Linked DNA regions of Canis lupus: region 2 is linked to region 1. Evidence: chromatin contacts called from public Hi-C data. All regions are on one chromosome and are shown on one strand. The core of a region is the stretch at or near the end of the contact, and the rest is flanking DNA. Distances in the headings are between cores, read along the strand shown. Region 1 overlaps MYO5C (unconventional myosin-Vc). Region 2 holds the start of ARPP19 (cAMP-regulated phosphoprotein 19).

Region 1 (5,705 bases), core at 3,135-5,634:
ATATATATATATATATATCTGGTCAACTCCCCTGACCATAACAAAATACCAAAGGCTGGGTGGCTTCAACAACAGAACTTTATTTTCTCACAGTCCTGGAGGCTGGAAGTTCTAGATCAGGGGAACAGCATGGTTGAGCTCTTGGTGAGGTTTCTCTTCCTGGCTTGCAAACATCCCCCTGCTTGCTGGGTCCTTGCAATAGAGAGAGGGACAGAGAGAGCTCTGGTCTCTTCCTCTCCTTAGAAAGGCATTAATCCCATTGTGAGGGCCCTACCTCATGGCATCATCTAGACCTAAGCACCTCCCAAAGGCCCCACTCCAAACACCATCACGTTGGAGGTTAGGGCTTCAACATATAAATTTTGGGAGGAAGTGTTTAGTTCATAGTATAACGATACCCGTTTTCCTGTGCCCAAAGGAAATTCGGTGGGAATGGTAGATAATTTGGTACACTGGTCATTTTCCAGCTCTCTAGAACCTGCAGTTCAGGGAAGAGAAAGAACCAAACAGAGTGGATGGAGGATGTGGGCTTTGGCTCAGTGCTTCAGTCCTGTTGTCCTGTGACCAGGAAGTAATCCTCCTCCCTCTCCTCAAGCACTCACACTAAGCGCCCCCCACCACCACTACCCCCCCCAGCCCCGTGTCCATCCCTCACCCAGTTGGTGAGTTTGCATGGGACTGGGAGGTTCTGGGAGGGGGGGACAGTAGGCCTGGATAGGAGCCTGGTGTGCATGTGGTGGTGGTTCTCCCTCTGTGCCTTCTCGATTACCTCCAAGAAACGGGTTTCTACCTTTGTTCTTCTCAAACTCCATAGACTGAAGGTATGATTTCCACCCAACAAATGCCCTTGCACCGATCTCTGTCCCATGAAGTTTGTTATGAAGGTAGTATTTTGGAGGAGGAGTTAAAAATGATAGACTAAAAATCCTTTGTCTATCAATCTGAGGAGACAAAGTCTCTGAAAAAGATGTAGAATCTTGAGAGCAAATTACCAGTTCTGTAATGAGTGGTCCTATCTTTGCAACATACATACCATTGATTTGCATCGGAAACTTGAAATATCGAGCAAGCCCAATCTGGCTGAAGTCATTTTTTAAAGAATTGTTGCCCCTAACCCTTCCCCCTGCACCTGCACTTGTACCTGAATGTTTTGGACTCAGATGGTTTAGTTCCTTCTTAGAAGGAAGAAAACCCATGGCTCTGCCTGTCTGTTCCCCAGTGAAGAGGTCAGGCATGTGAATACAAGCTTTGTGTTCTTGAGATGTTGGTCAGAAGGGGTGTAGGTGAGCAGCAAGGAGGCGGCAGGACTTTTTTAGATTGTTTGCTCTACTGTAATCTGATGCTTTTTAAATGCAACCTCATGGCTTTCCCATTGGCTGTGATGGTTTCTACAGATCAGCCTTCCCCGGGAACTTCCCTTGCCCAAGGGGAACGATTGTGCTCAGTCACAGGGGTCACATCTCCTTGCCATGTGACAAGGACTCCTTGCCCATGCGAGCTCAAGACAAAGAGGAACAGACCTCTCCTTGTCTCTGACCAGTGGGGCAGCTCTCATGCCCCAGCTGGGAGAGACGCAAGATTCACTTTGTGTGTCCAAAAAGTCTTCCACACATTCCTCCTCAGTTGAGAGGCCAGCTCTGTTAAAGGAGCCCCACTGTCAGGTTCTCTGACAATGACATCTATGTACCTCAGGGCTGGACCACCCACACAAACCCTGACCACACAGGTAGGGACAGGGTGAGTGACCATGCTGGCAGGTGGTCTGAGCATGTTACAAAGGGAAGAGCAGAGCCTTGAGGCTGTGTCCACATGCAGAGGAAGGGGAGGGTTGCATCTGTGGCCTTACTCACTGCTGATGTTCTTTGGCCAGAATGAAACCCCAGGTGGGATGCAGTCCAGAACTCCCTGGCATCATCATAGCCATGCCTTGATGCAGGCTCCATGCCGCTGCGGCCCTCCTGCTTTCCTCTGAGGCCTGGTCATTCTCAAGCCAGCTCATCCTTGTCTCTGGCACAGGCCTGGATGGATGCCCAGGGGCCCCTGCCGGGTGGGCTGCTGCTGGGTTAGAGGGCCAGACACCCCTGATGGGGCTTGTGCTTGTGTTTGAAGGAGGACGACAGGCACCTGGAGGTGTTCTGTGAGCTCCTGGGCCTGGAGAGGAGCAAAATTGCTCAGTGGCTGTGCAATCGCAAAATCATCACAACCTCCGAGACGGTGGTGAAGCCCATGACCAGGCCCCAGGCCATCAACGCCAGGGACGCACTGGCCAAAAAGATCTACGCTCACCTGTTCGACTTCATTGTGGAGAGAATTAACCAAGCGTTGCAGTTTTCAGGCAAGCAGCACACTTTTATTGGTGTTTTGGACATTTATGGGTAAGATTCTCTTCTGTGAGCCTGTCTTTCCTCATTGAAATGTCAAATGCCCATTATTTTTAGATCATTTTGTTCTGGTTTCTCATTTGTGTTTCACATGATCAGAAAGATGGTGGTGTCTGTGTTTGCACTTGTGGATGTTAAGTTCCGTCCCCTGGGCTACAGTGTGCTTATGTAGAGCAGGTTACATAGATGCTGAACTAACAGTGACCTGCACCAAGAGGCTTCTGTGCTGGGTGGTCCCCACGCACTTTCTGCCTCTCAAGCAGAGGCGAAACAACCAAGGCTTACATGCAGAAGTGTGTTGGCCGTTGCTCAGCTGGTGGTAGAGCCCATGTCTGGTTCTCTGCAGAGGCCTCATGAGGGGGTGGAGCCCTGACACAACTCTCCCATTTCAAAGGGGCCAAATGACAGCCCCAGACATCCTGTGCCCTGCCTGTGCTCACAGGGTCAGAGGTGGGCGCAAAGCCAGGGCTCTGACAGCCAGCTTCGCACACCAGAATCCTCTTCCATTCTCGGACCCCAGCCCTTCTCCAGCTGGCGTAATACCATTGAGGACAAAGTTCTCACCACACTGGAGTTGCTCTTCCTCCTCTTTGCCTGGTCCTCCTTTTTCTAAATCCAAGGCCACATGTGTGCCCAAGATGCTTATAGCATCCCCAGATGGCATGAGTGAGGGCAGGCCAGCGTGGAGGCAGGTTCTCAGGCTTCTTGGTGCTCAGGCTTTTGTTTGTCAACAGCTGCCTTCAGATGCTCAACGCTTCACCCCTCCCAGGACCAGTCCTGGTTTCTCAGGCAGATCATTCCATTCAAGGTGTCCCCCTCAGCCTGGAGTGTGTTCCCTCCCACCCAGTGAGCAGTAGGCCAACCCCTCCTCCCCATACAAAGGGGAGAGCCCCCACAGCAGATGGGCCGTGATGATGCTGTTGAACTTTTACCCAGGTGCAGAGAATCGGCTTTCCCATAGCTGTGTAATGTGAGACAGTGCCTCAAGGGAGGTACTTTGTTTAATTTAGATTCTGAGTTAATACATGTGACTCCCAATTAATAGCGTATGTCAACAGTTCTAAAATATTGATACGTTACTGGGATAGTCTAGTAAATGATTTACCTTGTCTTGTGCTACAAAGAGGATTTGAGGAGCCAGTGAGAATCTAAGTAGACTTTTAAAAAGAAATAATCTTTTTAAACAATGGTCTCTATTATTGGTAGAGTTACGTGATTGCTATAGTATTCTGTTCTTTTCTGTGTTTTTAAATGTCTTAAAAATAAACAGTCCTCTAAGGATATATTATTCCATTCAGTCAACACCTATTTAAGTGCCAGACATGTGATGGGTGGGATTGATAAACAGAATAGGCATATGGCCCATGTCTTTTTGGGACTTAAATTTTAGTAGAGAAAGCCGGCAGGCAATTAGAGATTGGGATGGTTCTTGTGATGGGAATAAGTAGAGAGCAGATGGATGTGCCAGAGATAACGGGGGCCAGGGGAGAGAGGAGGCAGCTGAGTACACGAAGTGAGTGAGGAGTCAGGCAGGCAGGAGTCAGATCCATGAAGCCTGGAGGCCAATGGGATAAGGAATTCGAAGTTTTGGTTAAGTGAGCAAACCTGAGACAGTAACTAAATTTATAAGAACATGCTTAGAGTAGACCTTAAATTAAAATTTTAAAATTAAAATCCTCTTCAAAAACGCTAAAGGTTGAGTGCTTGCTGCCATGTCAGAACTAACAGGCTCCTCTAAAAGAATGAGGTCCTTTCTGAGTGCTGCTGCTGCTGCCTGGGGTGAACCCTTTCAGGCCTCTCCCCATCTGGCATGTTCCTGTGGATCAGCCCCGGCTCACGCACGCCAGGCAGCTTTTGAGAGAACTGGGCTCAGTTGGACCTGGAAATACAGCAGCCTCAAAGGAGAAGTTACGAGCACTGAAAATGATGACAGGCAAAGCTGTGAGCCTTGAGGTTTCGGCTCAGAACAACATGAAACCTTGTGGTTCCCCAGCCAGTTGGCGTCTACGTGCCGTGCACCCAGAGTGAGCAAGGCCCAGGGCTGGGGGTCGGGACCCGGAGAGGGAGTGCTGTGGCACCACTGTGTGGCCCCAAGAAAGTCACAAGACCTCTCCAAACCTCGTTTCTGCCTCTGTAAGCTGGGGCCCCTCGCGCAGGGTTATGATGAACTTCAAATGGAAAAAATTGTGAAGGCATCTTAAGAACCATAAGCATCATTCACACGTGAAGTGTTGTAATAGCTAATGTGCTTCTGGCATTTTAGGTCCAAGATTTAGGTCCTTCCGTGGGTTTTGAATTTCAGATCTGAGGGCCCGTTTTTGGAAGAAGGAGTATGTAAGAGGACAGGAAAATAATTGATATTTGATATTCCACCCCTGCTCTAGAAAGCCTCCCCTTTGGCCCTGGCTGTGGGCCGTGGAGCACCACGAGGCCCTCTGGACTCACCCCCAGCCCGAGCTATGTGGGTTCTACTCCTGCTTTGAGTCACCCTGGAGCTGTCTAGAGCACCATCCAGGTCCTTAACCCACTCAGAAATTCCTACCTGAGCCAACCTGGGTTAGTCAAGTGGGATTCCCAGGGAACCGCGGTTGGAGCCAGCAGGAACTACTCACGATTAGAGCCATTAAGAACCAAGGCTTTGAAAAAAAAAAAAAAAGAACCAAGGCTTTGGAGACCCCAGAGCTGGGGTCAAAATGCTTGTCTGGTACCACTTGCTGCTGTTGGCCTCTGGCTGTCAGGTGTGACGAGGGGTCCTGCTGGTCCCGCGCCCTGCGCGTCAGGGTTAAGTGAGGTGGCGGAGCACCAAGCCCGATACCTGCAGCGCTCAGCTTCCTCCTGGCAGGAGCGTTCACCTGGCTGTAGAGTGAGAGAGTTCACGCGCCAGTTCACATTCCCAGCTTCCTTGGGGGTCTGGCGGTCTCACAGCCAGCCCAGTGCTAGTCCTGGTCGAGGCCAGGAGCTGAGCGACAGCTGCCCCGGGGGACAGCCCTGCTTGTGGCCCACGCACCGCTCACGGCAGCGCTGCCTCCACCTGCTTCCTGTTTCTCTCACCACCTGCCTCCTCCCAGGCCCTGGGTTTGCAACTCTAGAGACAAGTATTCAAAGTCTGAAAATAGACGCCTTGGCGTCTGCTGTGCTGTAGGCTCTTTACTGACCTTGCCCTTGTCTTCCAAACCCTGAAGCCAGGCCGTGGGGAGGCAGAGCTGTGCCGCCCCTCACTCAGCAGAGTGGGGAGCAGCGGCCTTGTCCGCCCCCCCAACCCCCCAAGCACAGGTGCTGTGAGCAGGCAGGTTCTCCACTGAGTCCGACACTCCCTGCGTGACC
Region 2 (6,160 bases), core at 1,371-3,870, 260 kb before region 1:
AAACTCTTGAGCTAGGGCACCAACATCTCTAAAAGACTGCTGATCTTTTTTAAGCTTTTATATACCTACCAAGTTCCAAGCCTGAAAAATCTTGTGCATGTGTGGATCAGAATCACCAGGGGGAGCTTTCGTTAAGCATAAATACTTGAACCTTGCCCCACACCTAACAAGGATCTCTATTAATAGGGTTTCTCAGTGATTTTAATCCCTGGGGCCAATTTAATTAAAATTAAATAAAATTTAAAATTCAGTTTCTCAGTTGCATTAGTGATCAAGCATTAGTAATGCCTGATGGTCAACTAGAGGCAATTGGTTTTTGTTTTTTTGTATTTTTTAGAGAGGAATGGTAGGAGGGCCAGAGGAAGAGAGATAGCCTTAAATAGGCCTCATGATCTGAGTAGAAATCAAGAGTTGGACACTTTAACTTCCAAGGCCACCCACATGTGCCTGTTTCTTTCTTGTGATTTTTTGTTTTGTTTTGTTTTGTTGTTGTTTTGTTGTTGTTGTTGTTGTTGTTGTTGTTGTTTTAATCTAGGCTCCATGCCCAGTTTGGAGCCCAACACAGGGCTTATACTTACCAACCTGTGATCAAGACCTGAGATCAAGAGTCAGAGGCTCAACTGATTGAGCCACCCAGGTGCCCCTGACTAGTGACAATTGTACTGGATAGCACAGATTATTTCCATCATCACAGAAAGTTCTGTGGGACAGTACTGATATGGAATATATAAATTGCAGTTGAAGCTATGAGGTGGAAGTGATCTGGAGAGTATAAAACTTGAAGGAGATCCAAGGACAAAATTGTTAAAATCCTCCCATTAAGAGTAAGGTAATGATTCAACAAAGGAGATTAAGAAGGAACAGCCAGAGGAGTAGGAAAGAATAAAAGTGTAGTATCCTAGAAGTCAAGAGAAATAAATTTTGAAAAACAGGATGTTGGTGATCAGCGTGCAATTTAAAATATTAAGGTACATGGTTAATGATGCAGAGGAGTGTTACCTGGGGAAGGATGACTTCTCAGGCCCCCACAATGGGGCACTGACCTTTGTAAGTTTCCCATTGGCCAAAGTCTGCCTCCCAGAAATTCAAACTTGCCCTCATGTGAGTGTCCTATCTTTCAGGAACAGAATCTTTTTATCCAAGATCACATATACTGATTTTTTATATATGTGGTCTCAGATTTTAACTCGAGGTCACAAATATATTCATTTAGGATATATACCAGAATGCCAATTTATTAATAAAAATACAACTGTTTGGGGCACCTGGGTGGTTCAGTTGCTTAAGTGTCTACCTTCGGCTCAGGTCATGATCCCAGACTCCCGGGATCCAGCCCCGCAATGAGGTCGCTGCTCAGAGAGGAGCTTGATTCTCCCTCTCCCTCTGCTATTCCCCTTGCTTGTGTTCTCTCTCTCTGTCTCTAAAATAAATAAATAAAATCTTTAAAAATAAACAAACAAAGTGTTTAAAACAAAAATACAACTGTTAGATGGTTGTTAGCCTAACTAGCACATTCTCCTTTCTCCCTATAGTTCTGTATGAAGGAAAGGCAAAATTTCAGTAAGTTACTTTGTGATTATGGAATGAGAATAGCTAAGCTCATGAATTTCTCAGCTGACCCAGCTTAAAGCACTCCTAAAGGATATCTTGGTCGAAGAGTTGCCTTCTTGAATTCTTGAATTCTAAGTACATGGTTGCCTGACAAGCGTCTTCCTTCTTTACTCCTGAAGGAGTGCAGTGTAACACTTGGTTTTTCAAGTTGCAATCCCAACGCAAGTCTTCCTGTCTGAGATTCTTCCTAGGAAACTCTGATTGAATGTTTTGATGGTTTCCAAACTCCCACAGAATTGCTTTTTACTAGTTTAACTCTTAGAGGTCAATCTTATTTCCAAGTTTCTGAGAGACACTTCATTGAAATGACCTTTATAGTACTGCCAGTAGCTACTCAGATGCCTATTAGAATGAGGATTAGAGGTAAAGCCAACAGATTTGGTAATTAAGAAGGCCATTGGGTGAGTTTGTTGCCAGGGGTTTCAGCAAAGTTGTGGAAGTGGACCTGGGGTGTAGACCAATGAATGGAACATAAATTTCTTCGTGGGATTTTTATTGAACATCTAGGACAATGCTGGCCTCTGGGAGTGAAATACAAGCAAATGTGGACGAGGTCTCTGTCCTAAGGTAGCTTATCTGGGCGGGAAAAGGGCCAGTGAATTGTTATTATTACTCTATTAATAGTAATAGCAATTAATGTCTCATGATACAGTGTATGTTGCTGGAGAACTCTGCAGAGATGTGATAGCATTTAAAGAAGTGGACCTGACCTAGTGTAGGGGCTCAAGAAAAGCCTGAGATGATGTAGAATGGGGGGAGGGAGGGGGATGTGAGAGATGCATATGGTTAAGAAGGCAAAGCGGAGCCGGGAGAGATTGTGGAACGGAGCAGCACAGGGCTTTGGAGCGCGCAAAAGACAATATGCCCGGTTACAGCGCGAGAACAAGTACGAGAATCGGACTGGGCGAGTCCGGGAAAGCAGAAATTATGAAGTCCCTGGAACAGGCGGGAAAGGGGCGGGGCGGAGGGAGGAGAGGCGGCTCCGCTTGTAAACTACAATTCCCAGGAAGCATCTGGCCGGCGGACGTGAGGTAACGCGCGAGCCGCGACCTTTGAAGGAAGAAAGGAAGTGCTTCGGCGTCGCAGGGCCGGAGCCGCGGGGTAAGGTAGGCAGGGGCGCGGCGCGGCAGGGGCGGCCGGGCCGCCGCGGGTCGCGGTCGCCGAGCGCTGCGGGGCTCCGTGTCGTCATAAGGCACGGCCATTTTCGCGGGCGGAGGCGGCCCGAGCGGGCGCTGGGAGAGCAGGGGCGGGTGGGCCTCGGCCACCGGGTAATCGCATCTTCCCCGGCGTGTCGTTGCAGAAGGAGCAGTATGTCCGCGGAAGTCCCTGAGGCAGCCTCCGCGGAGGAGCAGAAGGTGAGTGTGGTCGCGGAAGGCCCAGGAGGAGCGCGCCGGGGGCCGGGCCTGCGGGGCGGCCTGCTGCGGCCGCGTGCGGAGGGGCGCGCCCGCCGGGAGTCGGGCGGCGGCGCCTGGTGCGGAGGGCGGGTCCGGCCCTCACGGCCCGGGCTCTCGCGCGTCCGCCGCCCGCAGGCCCGGCTGCTCAGCGCCAGCGTGGTGGGAGTGGGAGCCTTGTCCACGTCGGCGCCGCCCCTCGGCCGGGCGCGTGGTTCCTTGCCCTCGACTGCACATGCGAGCGGGTTTTATGCGTGGAACCTGAGTTTCCCCGTGAGTTTCACTTTGCGCAGGAAGTTGTATTTCTCCCGTGAAGAACTAACTCTGCCACTCCTGGTGTTGCCCGCATGCCTTTAACTCCTGAGGCGGTCGTCGCGTGTTTGGGCGGGGAGTTCAGACCTGGGTTGGCAGTTCGGTTCCAACCCTTGTTGGCCCCGTGACCTTCACCAGTCGCTAAACGCCTTAGTTTTCAGTCTCCTCATCTGTAAAAGTAAGAATAGCGATACTTCATGCGGTTGTTGTGGGGCTTCAACGAGCTAGGTGACTTCTGTGCTCAGAAATGTAAAGCCACTGGGATCCGCATATGGTACTTGTCTGGAAATGGAAGGCTTGGCATTTAAAAAATTTTACCAACTCAGTTGACCTGGATTTTCGTAGAGACAGGAATCTGTAATATCCTTCAGAGGTAGGAGGGTACGCCACAAATCCGTATACTTCAAATTATGAGTATTGAGGTTTTCTTTTTTTAATCTATGCTAGTTCTTGCCTGTTCCACCATTATTCCTGTTGCCCTACCCTCCTAGGTAATTGTGGCTGCCCTACAAAGGCCCAGGATACCTTGTTTCTTAAATTGTTGATGGAAAATTACCAGCACTTTTTCTTGAAAAAAAAAAATCAGAAGGCATTATCATAAATAGGATTTGGCCTAATGCTTGGACTTTGTAAGGGCTTCTGCTTAATGTTCTACCCATGCTCCTAATCAGGTTGGAAATTTAATTAGTGTGTTCTAAGCCCATTCCATATATTCTTACAAGTTAAGTTTTCTTCAGTTGGATGGATCTGTTACATTGTTATTATTTTAAAAAAAGAAAAAGCAATAGTATAAATAAGAGGCCAAGTTAGGATATTATTAGGGAATATTCCGATGAAGGCTGTGTTGGGTATTTTTTATGTTTAACAAAAATGAACTTTTAGGACAAAAAAAACACAAACGTAGTGTAAAGATTACAGTAACATGAAATGTCAATTATTAACTAAAAAATATTTATTGTGGTGTTCATAATTGCTTGGGATTTAAGAACTCCAGGAAAAAAACAACAAATTGTCTCTATACTGTTCTGTCCTAAACACTAAAATCAACCTCAGTTTTGACTTATGATATAGAAGAGTATGCTATGTAATTTTCTTTTGTGAGATTTGTTAGTGTGTTGCCAAAGTGTAAAGTGTTGATTTCTAAAATGTAAATGCTTTTACCTGGAACAGCCTAATGTTCTGACCCTTAACAGTATGAAACATGTCTTGAATGTTTTCTTTTCATGAATATCTACATTAAAATTTTAATTCAAGTCCTGTGGTTTTAGGGCTGCTGTCATTAATACCAAAGTGTAGGGGTAATATAGTGTCCCTTCTTGCATTAGGGATTGGCTGTAGATGTTAAGTGCCTGTAGCATGGATACCATCCCTAAACATGAGAATGTGCAGAGTCACTTCTGTGTTCCTATGGGCCAAATCACCTGTTTCTTCCATTTGGAAGAATAGTTAGATGACCTAAAAAATTGGATTATTCTCTCTGTACCCAGTTGACCTTTCAATTAAAGCCAAAGTATTCAGCTAAAATACCTTTATAGTTTTATAGTACATTAGCCAATTGCCTCTGAAAAATTAACAGAGATCAGCCTGCATGGAGTAGAGCTAAGTCACTGTTTCTCTGAGTGCCCCTTATTAAGAGAAGAAAACTGTATAGACCACTGTTTTTTTAATTGGGATATTAACTAAATATGTATGAACTTGAAAATAAGTATAAGCATCTGTTTCTTTAATACTGCTTTAAAATTAAAACGGGCACCTGGAAGGCTCAGTTGGTGGAGCGTGCAACTTTTGATCTCAGAGTGGTGAGTTTGAGCCCCACACTGGATGTAGAGATTACTTTAAACATTTTTTTAAAAAATTAAAAACAAATACAAACAAAATTAGTGTAAATTATTGTGTCATGGTATTTTGCTGAAAATAAATTTCCAATGTATTGAGAATGTGGTATCAATTGTTAAAGTGCGGGAACTCTTCAATATGGCAGGTTAATGGTCCCCTAGTGATATGATGACTCAGTTCTTTTTAAAGTGTAATCTATGTGATCATTTAACTCTAAGGTCAAAAATGCATCATTACATTTTAAATTGAGCTCTGTTCTTTTCTCATTATCTTGGATAATTAGAGTAGTACTGCTCAGTCTCGGTCATAAATGAAAGCTCACATGGAACTCATGTGGCACTTAAATATGAGATGGCATTTCAGATGTGCTAGTGTATGCTTATATTTTTTCTTGTAGATTATCACTGAAGTGAAAACAAAACATTAAAAATTAAGCAGAGACTTTTTGGATCTGTTACCTGTGATTCCACTTTGAATAACACTAAGCTCAGTCAGACAGGTGTGCGCTCTAGTTCTGGGGTGAGAAGAGGCATGTGGAGACTTAAAATACATAAATCTATTTTCATTGTGAGCATCTTAATTTCAGGGACCCTCCTTTATCTTTTCTCACATAGCATCTAACTTACTCGATTCATTCCATTCATTTTATTCAGAAAATATTGGTTGAATGAAATTTTCTCAGAATTTTTCATATGAAACCATTGGCAGGGATCCCTGGGTGGCGCAGCGGTTTGGTGCCTGCCTTTGGCCCAGGGCGCAATCCTGGAGACCCTGGATCGAATCCCACGTCGGGCTCCCAGTGCATGGAGCCTGCTTCTCCCTCTGCCTGTGTCTCTGCCTCTCTCTCTCTCTCTCTCTCTCTCTGTGACTATCATAAATAAATAAAAAAAAAAAAATTAAACCATTGGCAAAGTACTATTTCAATATAGATGGCAGTGGTTGTACTGCAGTTTAAAAAGGGGAGGGATTTGGACACCTGGGTGGCTCAGTGGTTTAGCTCCTGCCTTTGG

What was found. A called contact is a pair of places that touch in the nucleus more often than the background predicts.
Region 2: a contact with region 1 is called in a Hi-C map of blood, with 3 times the contacts expected there. The contact joins the promoter of ARPP19 here to the enhancer-like site in region 1. A contact is called at or near these places in 3 of 9 Hi-C or Micro-C datasets (amygdala, blood and skin fibroblasts).

What each region holds. Positions count from the first base shown.
Region 1 is chr30:18,238,555-18,244,259 of UU_Cfam_GSD_1.0, reverse strand. MYO5C (unconventional myosin-Vc) reads left to right here. Exons shown (of 41, transcript XM_038580442.1): 10 at 2,110-2,375. Among named protein-coding and RNA genes, the nearest start is that of MYO5C, 35 kb to the left of the region's middle. Within about 2 kb of position 4,384, at least 8 of the 20 cell types and tissues checked have an H3K27ac peak or open chromatin away from gene starts, as enhancers often do. A contact at or near this core is called in blood, where this site is marked.
Region 2 is chr30:18,500,028-18,506,187 of UU_Cfam_GSD_1.0, reverse strand. ARPP19 (cAMP-regulated phosphoprotein 19) reads left to right here and starts at 2,620. Exons shown (of 4, transcript XM_038580450.1): 1 at 2,620-2,717; 2 at 2,912-2,966. The coding sequence starts at 2,922.